Regions from separate parts of the Bactrocera dorsalis genome. Here region 2 is linked to region 1. The links are chromatin contacts, called in public Hi-C maps. All regions are on one chromosome and are shown on one strand. The core of a region is the stretch at or near the end of the contact, and the rest is flanking DNA. Distances in the headings are between cores, read along the strand shown. Region 1 holds the start of LOC105227025 (205 kDa microtubule-associated protein). Region 2 has its middle 5.3 kb from the start of LOC105227022.

The links. A called contact is a pair of places that touch in the nucleus more often than the background predicts.
Region 2: a Hi-C map of whole body shows a contact between it and region 1, with 5 times the contacts expected there. The contact joins the enhancer-like site here to the promoter of LOC105227025 in region 1. A contact is called at or near these places in 2 of 2 Hi-C or Micro-C datasets (both in whole body).

The regions. Positions count from the first base shown.
Region 1 is chr2:5,847,432-5,854,287 of ASM2337382v1, reverse strand. LOC105227025 (205 kDa microtubule-associated protein) reads right to left here and starts at 3,973. Exons shown (of 2, transcript XM_011206175.4): 1 at 1,559-3,973. The coding sequence starts at 3,667. LOC105227023 reads left to right here and starts at 4,510. Exons shown (of 3, transcript XM_011206174.2): 1 at 4,510-5,027; 2 at 5,093-5,440; 3 at 5,501-6,038. The coding sequence starts at 4,607. The coding sequence ends at 5,955. LOC125776835 (putative transferase CAF17 homolog, mitochondrial) reads right to left here. Exons shown (of 2, transcript XM_049450415.1): 2 at 6,586-6,856. The coding sequence ends at 6,770. It overlaps LOC109579595 (cysteine-rich DPF motif domain-containing protein 1), which reads right to left. Exons shown (of 3, transcript XM_019990578.3): 2 at 6,397-6,560; 3 at 5,863-6,394. The coding sequence starts at 6,544. The coding sequence ends at 6,036. It also overlaps LOC125776839.
Region 2 is chr2:5,883,473-5,889,480 of ASM2337382v1, reverse strand. No RefSeq gene overlaps it. Among protein-coding and RNA genes, the nearest start is that of LOC105227022, 5.3 kb to the left of the region's middle. Within about 2 kb of position 2,175, the one cell type or tissue checked has open chromatin away from gene starts, as enhancers often do.

The DNA of each region.
Region 1 (6,856 bases), core at 2,724-5,223:
AGCACTCCCCCTCTTATATGTCAAATTCTTTCCATTAATTTTTTTTAATATAAAATTATACTCATTAAAAGATAAATAAATGTACTAAGTCTTACATGCCCTTAAAAGCGCAAAGCGAAAGTGTTAAAGTGAGGGAGTGAAAAGCAATGACTAAAGGAAGTTTGATAACAATATGACCTAATTCACTAAACCACTTCATATGACTTTCATATAACAACAAAAACTACAACGCTCATTTACATATACATGTATGTATGTATGTATATTAAAACATTTTTCTTAGTAATACACACATATGTTCATTCAATACATGTATTTTAGAAGTTTGTTTATATGCATATCCGTACCTTTATACGTCAAATATTAAAATGAAATAATAAATTTGCATATACATACATATAGTGTGACTGCAACACCCATTGGCATACAAACATTTTTTAAGAATTAGAGAGACTTCGAGATAATAGTCGGTATGCACTTGCATATGACCAGCTTTTATTTACCAGGAAAGAAATTCATAACAAAGTCATATACATGCGCTTTATTCACATATGTACATATGTATATCCTGAAGGAATATTAAATGACCATAAGGTGAGTTTAGAAAAATCGTATCAACAGTATATCGCTCATTTGCTGCAAGACCGGCATAAGTCAAAAAAATCGATTCGCCAGAAAACGCGTTTAAAGTTTTCAACTTACTACAACCTTACACGGTGACTCCAACCTTACACCTCTTCTCAAGCGGAGCATATAAGAGGTATTCATATGAATTTTTCACTCAACATGAAGTATGATATAACGAACAATTCTGCAGCATTAACTCCAAAATCACGTTTTTTGAATTATGCCGGTCTTGCAGCAAATGAGCGATATGTATATACTATGTCTATATGTAGATAACACATATGTAGCAGCAACACATATGTAGCGGCAATCAATTAATTAATTAAGCATTAATAAAACTAAATGTGGGTATGTTTTGGTATTTCAATATGCATACTTATGTACATTAATATACCATACATATATATACATATGTATATTATAATATTATTATGAACATATACATGCATAACGAATAAAAACATACTTGAAAACCAAACAGAGCAATCGAAGTAAGCGAAAGGCTACAAACATCTTAATCGCCCGTACCTTACTCGGCACTAATACTCACTCAATATTTAAATTAATAAATAACTCTACTCCTATTTATTTTTTTTTTTTGCAAGAACAATGACAGCATGTACCTTGAAGGCGAAACATTCAGTATCAACTCTAACGAGAATGAAAACGAGTTTGAAGGACGATTTCACCTCACTTCGGCAAAAACTCCGATTGTTGTGAGCAAACTGCAGTGTAAAGCAGTATACCAACAAATTTAATGATTTATCCCATGCAAACAGGCGGAAAAGTTGTGGAATAAGTAAGATAATATAAAATAAACCCTAACATTTTTACTAATATACATATTCATATTTGCAGATATTTATATGGTTAGAAAATTTAATAAATATAACAATGTATGATTAAATTAAAACAAGATAGTTCTACATACCTGTGAGAGGATTCCATCATTTGAAGATATTATTAAATCATCCATTTTTTGCTCAAGCTCTTCTGTTGTTTCACTTAAGGTTGCTTGTTCTTTGGTTTCTTCGATTAGGTGTTTCTCTTCAGTTGATACAGGAGAAGGTGAAATCATATCAGCATCGATTGATTTAGGTGTAGGCGTAAACTCTGGTGCGAATATATTCAAAGACGTAGGCGAAGCATCGAAAACAGTACCTGGCTCACCTTCAAAAGTGTCAGGTGCAGAGTTTCGGACACTTTCAAATGAAGGATCATCGATGGCAGATTTTTGTTCCTCCACATTACGGATTTGAATTTCGTCAGTATACAAATTCGGTTCATCAACGGAAGTTAAGTCAATACCCGATGTAAGTTGATTACGCGCCTCAGAGGAAGTACTTTCTAGATAAAACGATTCTTGCATATTTGCAACGTTGTCCATATCGATCGGAATTTGTGGAATATCCTTCACTGAGGAATGTAGTTCGTTTTGTAAGTTCATTTGCATCTCTTCCGTAGACGGTGAATGCGAAATATTTTCTTTTTCGTCTACATCAAGCAACTCTTTTCCCTCAACGGCAAATCCTTGATGTGATGATTCCTCAACAAATGAGTTGTTTAAATCTATTGGTAATGGTTGTACCGTATTAAATACATCTTCGATAATTTCAACATTTTCTTTAGGGTTCTCTTGCGTTTCGTCAATTTTTTCAACATCAACCGGTTGTGAGTCTGTATCTAAATCGACAGAAGTCTCGGGACCATGATCGATTAAGTTTAATGGCGATTGACCGAGTATGTCTGAACTATATTCATTTGCATTTCTTTCTAATTCCAGAATATTCACGCCAAAACTATTGTGACTTTCCAAATGTTCTTGAATTAATTGAGGATCTTGCTGTGAGTGCTCTACCGTACCCACACCTATCAAATCGTCTTCTTGTTCCAATTCATGTGGCCGTTTTGCAGCTTCATGTTCAAAATCATTTTCTTCTGGTAAAGCAATGGCGTCCAAGTTGGATTCAGCACTTCCCTTGCGTGGGCTCTGAGCAACAAAATCATCATCGCCCAATAGGTGCCGTGGAAGTGAGTTTGGCTGCGTTCGTATTGGTATTTGCTCAACACTATTTGAAACATCTTCTTCAACAACAAATTCTTTATTATCGATAGTTGGAGAAGTAGGGTTTGATCCAAAGCTAGGAACAAATTCCATTGCATTCGGATTTAATTGAGAGTGCATTTCTGATTCATAATCACTATTTCCAGTTGTTTCCTCGAATGGAATATCACCATGGACATTTGTAAGTGATGGAACGTTATTTTCTTTGTCCTCATTTGAAAAATCATCACTTTTTATAATATTGTCTTCTATGGGTATTTGTTGTAATTCTTGCTGTGGAGCACTCTCACTAAGGCTATTTGTTCGATTAGTATTATTGGTTGCTAACGAACTAGGGTCGTCCTCTTCGGTCTCATCCGCCATGCTTCCTATATTAGTACCTTCTTCCAACAGATCTTCAACTTGTTTTGGTAATAATTGCTCTTGTGGTATATGTTCAATTTGCATTTGCACTTGCAACACACCGGTATCTGCAAAGCCGTCTTCACCGGCTGTAGAGGTAGTATTTGAAGTTGTTGAAAAATCACCATCATTTTTTATTACTTCTACGTCGACTTCTTCATTCTCTTCAATGCCGGTTGCGGCATTGTCAGCGTCTGCGTCAACTGCGGCTGAAATGCCAACGACACCGTTACCAACTTCGTGATGGTCTAGCAAAAGTATATCGGCACCGACATCACCATGCTCGTATCCATATCCATGCCCGTTGCCAACTTCCTCTACGCCTTCCACGTCTTTACAAGCCACACTGGCTTTCAACTGCTGCTGTTGCTGTTGCTTTTCGCTCTGCTGCCCTTCTTTGATATATTTCCATTCCTCTTCATCATGCTCTTCATGCACCTCAAATTTTCCCCCAATCTCATCTACAGCAACATTATCACACACACCATCACCACTATCCATCTGCAAATTCTCCATTAAATGTTGAGAATTTTGCAAAAAATTGTCCAAATGCGCATTATCCTCGTGCTCCATTTTAACGTAACGTTTTTATCCGTACTTTCTTATTCCCTTTTACTTTGTTCACGCCTACTGGACCTTATTCTCTTTCCTTTTCAGCTCGGACTATAATCTTTGTCTGAATTTAAATAATTAAACGTCACACGAACTTTTAACACATACAGTTCAAAAATTGCTCAATGTTCCCCGTTTAAATTTAATATTTTCAACTTTTTCCCCAACAAACTTTCTGTATGAGTCTTCACAAATTTGCTGCACTTTTCGCACTGTGGAGATTTCAAAACCGACCGAAGAACACACCCGGCAAAATTATCCAACTGGCGCACGAACCAAATGGGCGGCACGAAATACATTCGTTTATGGTGTTGCCACCATCTTATACATTCATTTTGTCAACGGTCTTCCCCATGTTAGAAAGAAACTATTAACAGAGAACGTATAATATACGTTCTCTGCGCTAAGTTAACACAGAAGAATGCAACCGGGTGATAACGGAGAATATATAACATTGAGAGGGTGTATTGTATGAGCATATTTATGTAAATTTTGCACTTCTTAATTTTGTAACACCAAACACCAAAATTTGTAAACCTTATTAAAAAAGTTAGAAAATCATACTTTTGATTATCTTTCAAATCTAGTCATTGCCTTATTTGTGTACACAAAAAATATTGTTTTTTTTTTATCTTTCATCTATCATGTCCTGTGACAATCCATTTTTATATTCTGTTAAATTTTTTAATTTTTTCTCGTTTCATGAGCTCGGTTCACATATATGTATGTAATAAAGGAACTTTTGTTTTTATTGTAAATAATACTGGTGGAATTGACTAAACAAAAATATAAAAGGGTGGCATCATTTTGGACTAAAAACATGTGGAGCTGATCGAGTTTTGTGTTTCAGGTGGAAGTTTTTGCGGTTCATACATATTTTATTGAAAGGATAAAAATAAAATGACGAAGAATAAGAATTCTGACTTAAAGAGTAATAATGTAAAGGGTAATGTGTTGGAGAAAAGTAAAATAATTAAAAAGGATAAGAAAAAAGGCATCGAAGGTAAGAAGAAGTTACAGCAAGCCGTAACGAAAAAAGCTGAGAAGCCCACGACTGCTGCCACAAACGGAAATACTGAAACAGGTGCTCTTGTTAAACACAAGAAGCCAAAGAAGAATAAGGCCAAAGAAAATAAGGAGACAATTGACGCATCTGTAAAGAAGAATAGTGGTAGCAAATCCTTGGGAGTAATCGAAAAGAAAAATGCTAAAAAATTGGCTAAGAAATTAAAAAAGCAAGCAAAAAAAGAGGAAGCTGTCCAAAAGACACCTAAGGGAAAAGACAATACAAAGAATTTAAAGTCAAAGTCTGATAAAAAAGGTAATAATGCTAATATTCACATTGATCGATCTATCTATAACAACTCGTAAATCTCAACTTTTTAGAACCAAAAGAACGTGATCCAAACGAAACTGCATGCACCATATTTGTCGGCAATTTACCCGTAAATACAAAGCGTGCTCAATTAGTCCGTCTGTTTAAGGATTATGGACCGGTTAATGGTGTTCGGTTTAGAACCGCCAACGGGAAAGTTCTATTTAAACATAAACACCGAAAAGAGGCAGGCAGTCTAAGCGCTTGGATATTACTCAAGGATGAAGAGACAGTAACACGTGCATTGGCCTTAAATGGAACCGTTTTCAAAAATAATCACTTACGTGTGACACGTGGAAATGAAAAGAGTAGTTCTATGGATACGAAACGTACAATTTTTGTCGGCAACCTTAAATACAGTAAGTTCAAAATTAATGCATAAAGAATCTCTGTTATTTTAAATATGAACAACATTTTAGGTGCCAATGAAGAGAAGCTGCGTGAAATATTTTCGTCTTGTGGTGACGTTGAATACGTGAGATGCTTAAATGATGATAAAGGGTGTAAAGGTGTGGCATATGTTTGTTTTAAAGCTCCAGAAGCTGTAGGTTTGGCTTTGGAACTTAATGAAACAATGCTAGATGAACGTCCAATTCACGTTGAACGATATTCTATAAAAAAATTAGGTGCAAAAAAAACAAGAGATGCAACAGAAGGAGAGATTGAAAAAAAGTCAGCCAGTGGAAAGGTTCAAAAGGACAAAAAGAAAGTTAAAGGCGACAACTCCCAAACAAAACAAGTTGCTGACGCAAGCAAAAAATCCAAGTTTCGTGGTGTCAAGGTCGAAGGTGGGACCGTAAAGAAGCAAAAGAAAAAAGTGACAAGCCAAATGCAAAAATTAGCCAAGAAGATTGCGCCGAAGGAAAAATCTTAATCGTATGATCACGTCGTAGTTTAAAAAAATACAAACAAAATTTGTATTCTAGAGTTATAAAAAAGTACAATTTATGAATTCTATTTTTTTATTTTTATTTCCAATTGTTTTCTTAATTTTGCTTGTGATTCTATAGGAAACTTATTAATATGTTCTTTTGCGCAAGCCAAACAATAAGTACATGTATAGTAAAAACTACATTCCGCTCCTTTGCAAACGACGCTTTCGCATACTGTACACCGGGAACCTATTATTACAAAGTACTCTGCTTTGGGCTTCCAACGAATTGGAGGTGGTTGAAAAGGATCACGCAATACAAAAGAATCTTCTAAAAGCTTAAGTCCATACACAAATGGCGGAGTTTTGCCATAATAATTCACAATTTCCAACATATCGCACATGGTACATTGAAATTTAATTTTCGGAACACGTTCGTCGCTTGTGATTCACACTTTTCTGAACTCTTTGAGACATTGGCATCAGCTTCTAAGCGTGAAATCTCTGCCTCATCGTCTTTCACATTTAACTGTAAATCTTCGTATCTATTTAGGTTGTAAGGGGATCGGTTCGAGATTTTAGAATCTTCCATAGCTGTTTCTGAGTTTCTGCAAAAGAATACATAACAAGACATTGAAATTTTCAAAATCTCAATACATACATATATTTATTACATTTATAATATATACCATTAATTTGAGATTTTAAACATCATAGCATTAAAGATAACTCAAAGTTACATAACAATCGCCAACGACTACTAACCACTAGTTAACAATAAGTAAAAATAAAATTGTAGAGTTTAGAAAATTCCAATTTAGCAGCCCTCAACTCTAGCTTTCTTTGGCAATTCATTAGGCCACCAATACGGTTTTTCTACGTAGCATATATTGCCATCTACAAA
Region 2 (6,008 bases), core at 926-3,425, 37 kb before region 1:
CACGGCAACTCGACATCGTCGTCTGCGATGGGTGATGCATGCTTTGACTCCAAGTACACCATTCATTAAAAGGTAGTAGGTGAAGGTGTTAAAAGCTCCGCTGTGAATGGCGCTCAGTGCGTGTCTCAAGTGATTTGCGTCCGAAGTCTAGTCGGCGTTCTGTTCAATGTCGTTGTCGCAATCTAATCTTAACTCTTTTTGGATCGGTGAGTTTTAGGTTAAAGAGAGTCAAATAACAGTTTGTGGCCTTCGAAAAGATTGACATCTACCATACCAGGAAAATTAAACATTTTGTATATTACCAGATGAAAAAGTTTAATAGCAAGAATTGGACTCCACATAATTAAACGAAATGAATATGAAATCATAGCGCTATGGTAAGGAGTAAGTTGCAAAACTAATAGAACTCTTGCAAACTACTTTGAAATAATACTTAATAATTAATCTAATTAAAACCACTTTTCTGATTCTCATCGAAATTAAAGTAAACTAACAATCGTGATTGCGGTAAGCTTGACTTCTTAAGAACACAACAAAAATAAATTGCAACTTGGGGACTTTGAACCTTCCCCGCTTACTACTACATTCCTTCAGCGTTTATTAAGAATAAATATGTCGCAGGATTTTTTAACTCGTAAAAGTCGTAACGGTTTCTTCAACCAATATTGAAAAAAAAAAATCTTTCGAAAATGAAATTAAAAATTTGTGATCTCTTTGTAGGAGCACAGAAGTTTTCCGTTCCTGAAGGATTCATTTTTACAGACAAGTCCTAACTTTGTCCAATTTCAAAATATCCGTGAGGGAATATAAAAAAAATCATTTTCATCGCTGTTGTTGTAGCGTTGTAAGTATTCATACGTTCACATGGCAGTCGGGTCTACGTAACTGGAATTGACTCCCACTTATATTCGGACAATGATTGTCAGCGTTCCTCAATATTGTTTGGGGATTGTTTACTGCCGTTAAAACAAAAAATACCGCACATAAGTTATATGCCAATGGGGGTATCAACTCATTAAAATTTCTGCTTCATAAAAAAAATATATGCATATCTGACATTTCTTATTTAGATTATTTTAAAATTAACACTTGTTCAATTCACAGCCTGTCGTAAAACATCGTAAAATCCTAAAATTATAAAAAAAAACAAGTGTAAAAATTTATAATTTTACGATTTTACAATGCTTTACGACAGGTTGTGAATTGAACAACTATATTTATAATTTCTGGATGAAATTTTTGATTTTTTACTGTAGTGGCCGAATTCAATGATGACCATTCGAATATTTTGAAGATGATAGGCGGAAAATTTAAAGTTATTAATATTTTATACTACCAAAAGAATTACAAACGACATTTACGAAAATAGACTTGAATGTTTGCTAACATATTTATAATATGAACCGACATAGTTACATACTTACGTATGTACAAATCTGGGTTTATAGGAAAAAGTAGCCTATGTCGATTTTGAAAGTTTTTTACATATGTATTTCATTAAAAATGTAAACTTGTTAGAGCAAAACAAATATAGCCAAACGGCTAATTTCAATAATTCACTTGCTCCATAAAATTCCCTAACTATATCCATAAATATTTTCCTTCAGTACTTTAGCGTATAAACCATTACCTATGCGAAATTGCCCTTAACTACTTAAGCTACTCTTAGGTACGACTGTAAATTAGCTGCATACCTGAGTATTTGCATAGGTGCACAGAGTATTTACTACATATACATATATGTATGTATGTATGTAAAGGCGATTTCTTTCGTGATTCACTGCGACGCCGGTTGTTCATATCACGCCGTATATTTGCGCATCGAACTCAAAAGTCGCGTGATTCATGAGATTCTCACTCGTGGGCTATTATATTTGTGATTCCTCCGCCGAATCTTTTTAGTTTTCGCTCTCCACACCACGTTTCCATTCAATGTGCTAATACACTAAAACGTGTGTAACATCCAAATGTATTTCAACGACCACATCGATCGATCTACCAACAAAATACATTCACTTTTGCATTATTTTTATATTTTTGTTATTATTCCGTGTTGTTAGTAATGAGAAACAGATCCCCACGCCCAAATATTTGCGAAAGGTTTCTCTCACCTCCTATGCCTTGCACAAATAGACTTTCACATCACACACAGGCGAATATACATATGCACGTGTGCATGTATGTATGGTTGAGCATGTGCTATTTGCAAACTGTTGTAAAATGCATCTACATCCATATGTACAACTGTACGCAGATCTGAGGTCGTATTAAATATTCATATTGAAGTGCAATATTCATATTGAAATGCATATATGTATACTTACATACTATACATATATGTATGTACATATATGTATATACTATAAGTTTGTATGTAGCGACAGGTGATAGTACTTAAACTACATATTGAATTTCCGAGTTCCACAGATAGCCTTTGGTCTCTCTTAGCACTTTCTGAGATATAATTTTTGTCTACTATGTTCTTGAACCATCTTTTATAAAAGTAACGGAAATCACTTGTCATAAATAAAGCCAAAAAATAGTCTATTTTCTAGCATCAAATTAAAAAAAAACTAATTTCAACTTGTTTGCTTGATTTTTCAACTAAAACATAATATTTAATTTTTTATCGCTAAAAAGATTTCAGATTAGTTTATTTGTCGTCTCAAATATTTAAAAACATTAGCAGTATTTTTCTTTTATTTCCAGTTGTGGTATATGTAAGAATTATGTAATGAAAATAAGTTTAGAATTTTGTCAACATATACTAAAATAGTTTTGCAACAACAAATACAAAAGGCAGGTCAACAATCTTCATGAAGAATATATTATCCAATCATAATTTTGAATAATATATTGAACAGTCTGGGTCGCACAGGGAAAACCGGTACCTGTAAGAATCCATCGTTATCATCATTATTTATATATTTTTTTATTTTGAGTTTAATTTTACCATATTTTTGTATATTTTTTGTAGATGTTACAAAGGCTCTTGTGCTAAATATCTAATGATCAGCTAAAGCGTCCAGAAGAAATTTTGATGCAGGTCCGAAAAAGATATGGACCGTTAAGTAGTCTGTAGAAGCCCGGGAGGACCGGTCTCCAAACTCACCACCCTCTTCTTCACTGTACATACTTATACCGTTTTAAAATATTAATCAACCATCATACTCCTACACTTTTAATGAGTCATTTCAATACATTGTTCCACCAGAAACCATTTACATAAGGAAAATTGAGGAAAACACACTTAAAATAATTTCGAATTTTTAACATTTATTTTATTTCTAATATCGGCCACTTTAGTTAGTGGTTGCTGTTAGTTACATGCATATGTATGTATGTATTTGCTGTCATTCTATCTTGTACCACTACGGGCATTTGTGGTTCTTTACCGGTAATTGATTAAACACAAGTATCTATGTATATGTATGCCCAATATAATTCCGCTGGGTTCCGTGCTGCGATAAGCTTCATTCAATTCTTATGTCTTATTACTGCTCTAAATCAGTTCAGTTTTTGTTGTTATATTATTTAAATCCATCCATATTACTATGCACTTCTATGCAGCTGGTGTGTTTGTATGTATTTAAGTAAAAATGTGTATTAGCATGCACTTGTAAACATGTAGTTCAATATGTGATCATGTACTTTTTACCTTGCTATGGTATTTGGCGATCTCTTTGATTTTGCAGATTTTTCTTTAAACAAATCAGTCGTAATAATTTCTATGTCTGATACATATGGGTTGTTAGATGGCAATATGCAATGAATAATTCTACTCACATTTTATACTTGTATAATTTTATTAATTAATAAATGTCCCATTTTTTCGGGTAATTATTTTGTTTTTAAAGATATTTATAGCATTACCTTCTAGTATTTTTTTGTTTCAATCTAATTGTGTATAATTGTATAATATGCTCTAGATATACATACGTAGGTAAATATAAAAGTTACGTTTAAATATTCACGTTCATAGAAAATTCTCTTGTAAGAACGGTAAATGAATAATTTTTGTTAAGTTCTTGTTCAATGTTCGAGTAAGACCTAATGAACAGTTCAATAAATTCCGCAAATCAGCTTTCTAATGGTGTGTAATTGTATAAGATATGTATATTCATACACATATTAAATGTAAACTGTATTTCCAGGTGTCACTGTGTCAATGAAAATTGATGCTCAAGGTCCCTAACGCGTTAAAAAAGTTTCGGTAGTTTAATGTGTGACTCATATGAGCAAATATGAATTTGCCAAAAAACAAATTCGGAATTGCCTAAATAGAAGAACACAATGGAATTTCAGCTTTGAACAGCTGATTGTCATGATTTAAAATGAATCCAACACTTTGTGTTTACCATAGACGTAAATATTTTATTGACTTGTTAACTTTGATTTAAAAAAAGTTTTAATGTTTTTTGTTTTTGCGTTTGGCAAAAATGGAGAACAACTCGATCCAATACTTTAAAGCACGCTTTCAACAAAACTACGCTTTGTAAAGTTCAAAGCGTCATTTGTTCGAAGCGCTCATTAAAATCAGACAAAAAATGCATACGCTGGAAAAGTAAAACACTTTTTCTGCTACATTTTATATTACCATTTGGAAGTGCACTTGTGCAATATGGAAGCTAACTAATTCGAAAAAACAAGTTAAAGGCTAAGAATTTCGCGTAAGGGAAGCTACCGCGCGTATGTTATCGTAGTCAGTCTCCTTATTTAAAATATTTCATTAAAACGTCATATCTACTCGCAAACACAATACATTATATTCGGATTTAAGCTAAAAAAACAGCAATATCAAGCTATTTGTCCACACCCTCTCAGCAACTTTTCGATCAATATCACTTGCATTCAATTCAATTAACAATAAGGCAAATTAGATGTAAAGGGCACTACTGTTAAAGCAAGCAAAATTATGGAAAATAATTTATTTCACAAAGAGCTATTAAGGCTTAGTATATAATATATGTTTTTTGTTTTTTTTTTGTATATTGTGCACTACTTGTTTTTTAAGCGGCACCATACCTACAATAAAGTGAAGTGCTTATAACGCGCACATGTACTACAATAAATGTGAGAGCAGGCAATGTTAATAAATTCGAGTTGTAAGTTGGTTAAAAACGGTTTACGTTTAAGTCTTAGATACTAAAATACAAATGGAACACAATATGTAATTGAAAAAAAACTTTAAAAAGACGAAATGTGTGTGTGTGTAAACACTTAGATATTTGGCTTGATCCTTGCAATTGCAGGCGTGAGTTTAATTTATGAACGAGCTAGTGCGTATGTGATAAGTATGTGCAGTAGGAAGATTTGATGTGGCAGAAATTATGTAAATACTAACTAAATTATAGAAATAATAATAAAAACTAAAATAAAACACAAAAATTAATTTTATTCTTTTTTTGTAGCTTTTTAATCGTTTTTTTGTTTTGCGTACAAGTTTATCGTAAAAATTATCGTAGTTTTGAGAATAATATAATATTATATATATATGTATGTTTCGACAGACTTATAAGTTGAGAATTTCTTTTTTAATTTAAACAAATTAAAAGAAATAATACAAAGGAGCACAAATCAAAAGTAGGAATTTCGGAAGAAAATTACAAAAATAATAATACACTGGGTAGGAGCACAGCAAGTCCACAATTTGTTTCATAAATAATATTAACTTGTTTTGTTTTTTTTTTTTCTTTATAATTAACCCTTTATAACTCAACTAAGTAAAAACGGAAAAACTGTATCGTTTCTAATAGATTTCGGATAGAAATGAAATACGTGTTTTATAGTTTAAACAATTTTTTTTTTATTTGGGTGAAAAGCAACAAAAAAGGGTATGTGACAGATATGTCACGTTGTGTAACAACGTCTCTAAGCTCATTAAATAAAAATATTTGTATTTCGTGAATATTCACATGTTTTTTAAGAAGTGTGAAATTCTTTGAAGCAGTTGTTTTGCTTGTTGTAGCATAAAGCCGCACCACATTTTTCACATACCGTTTGTGATA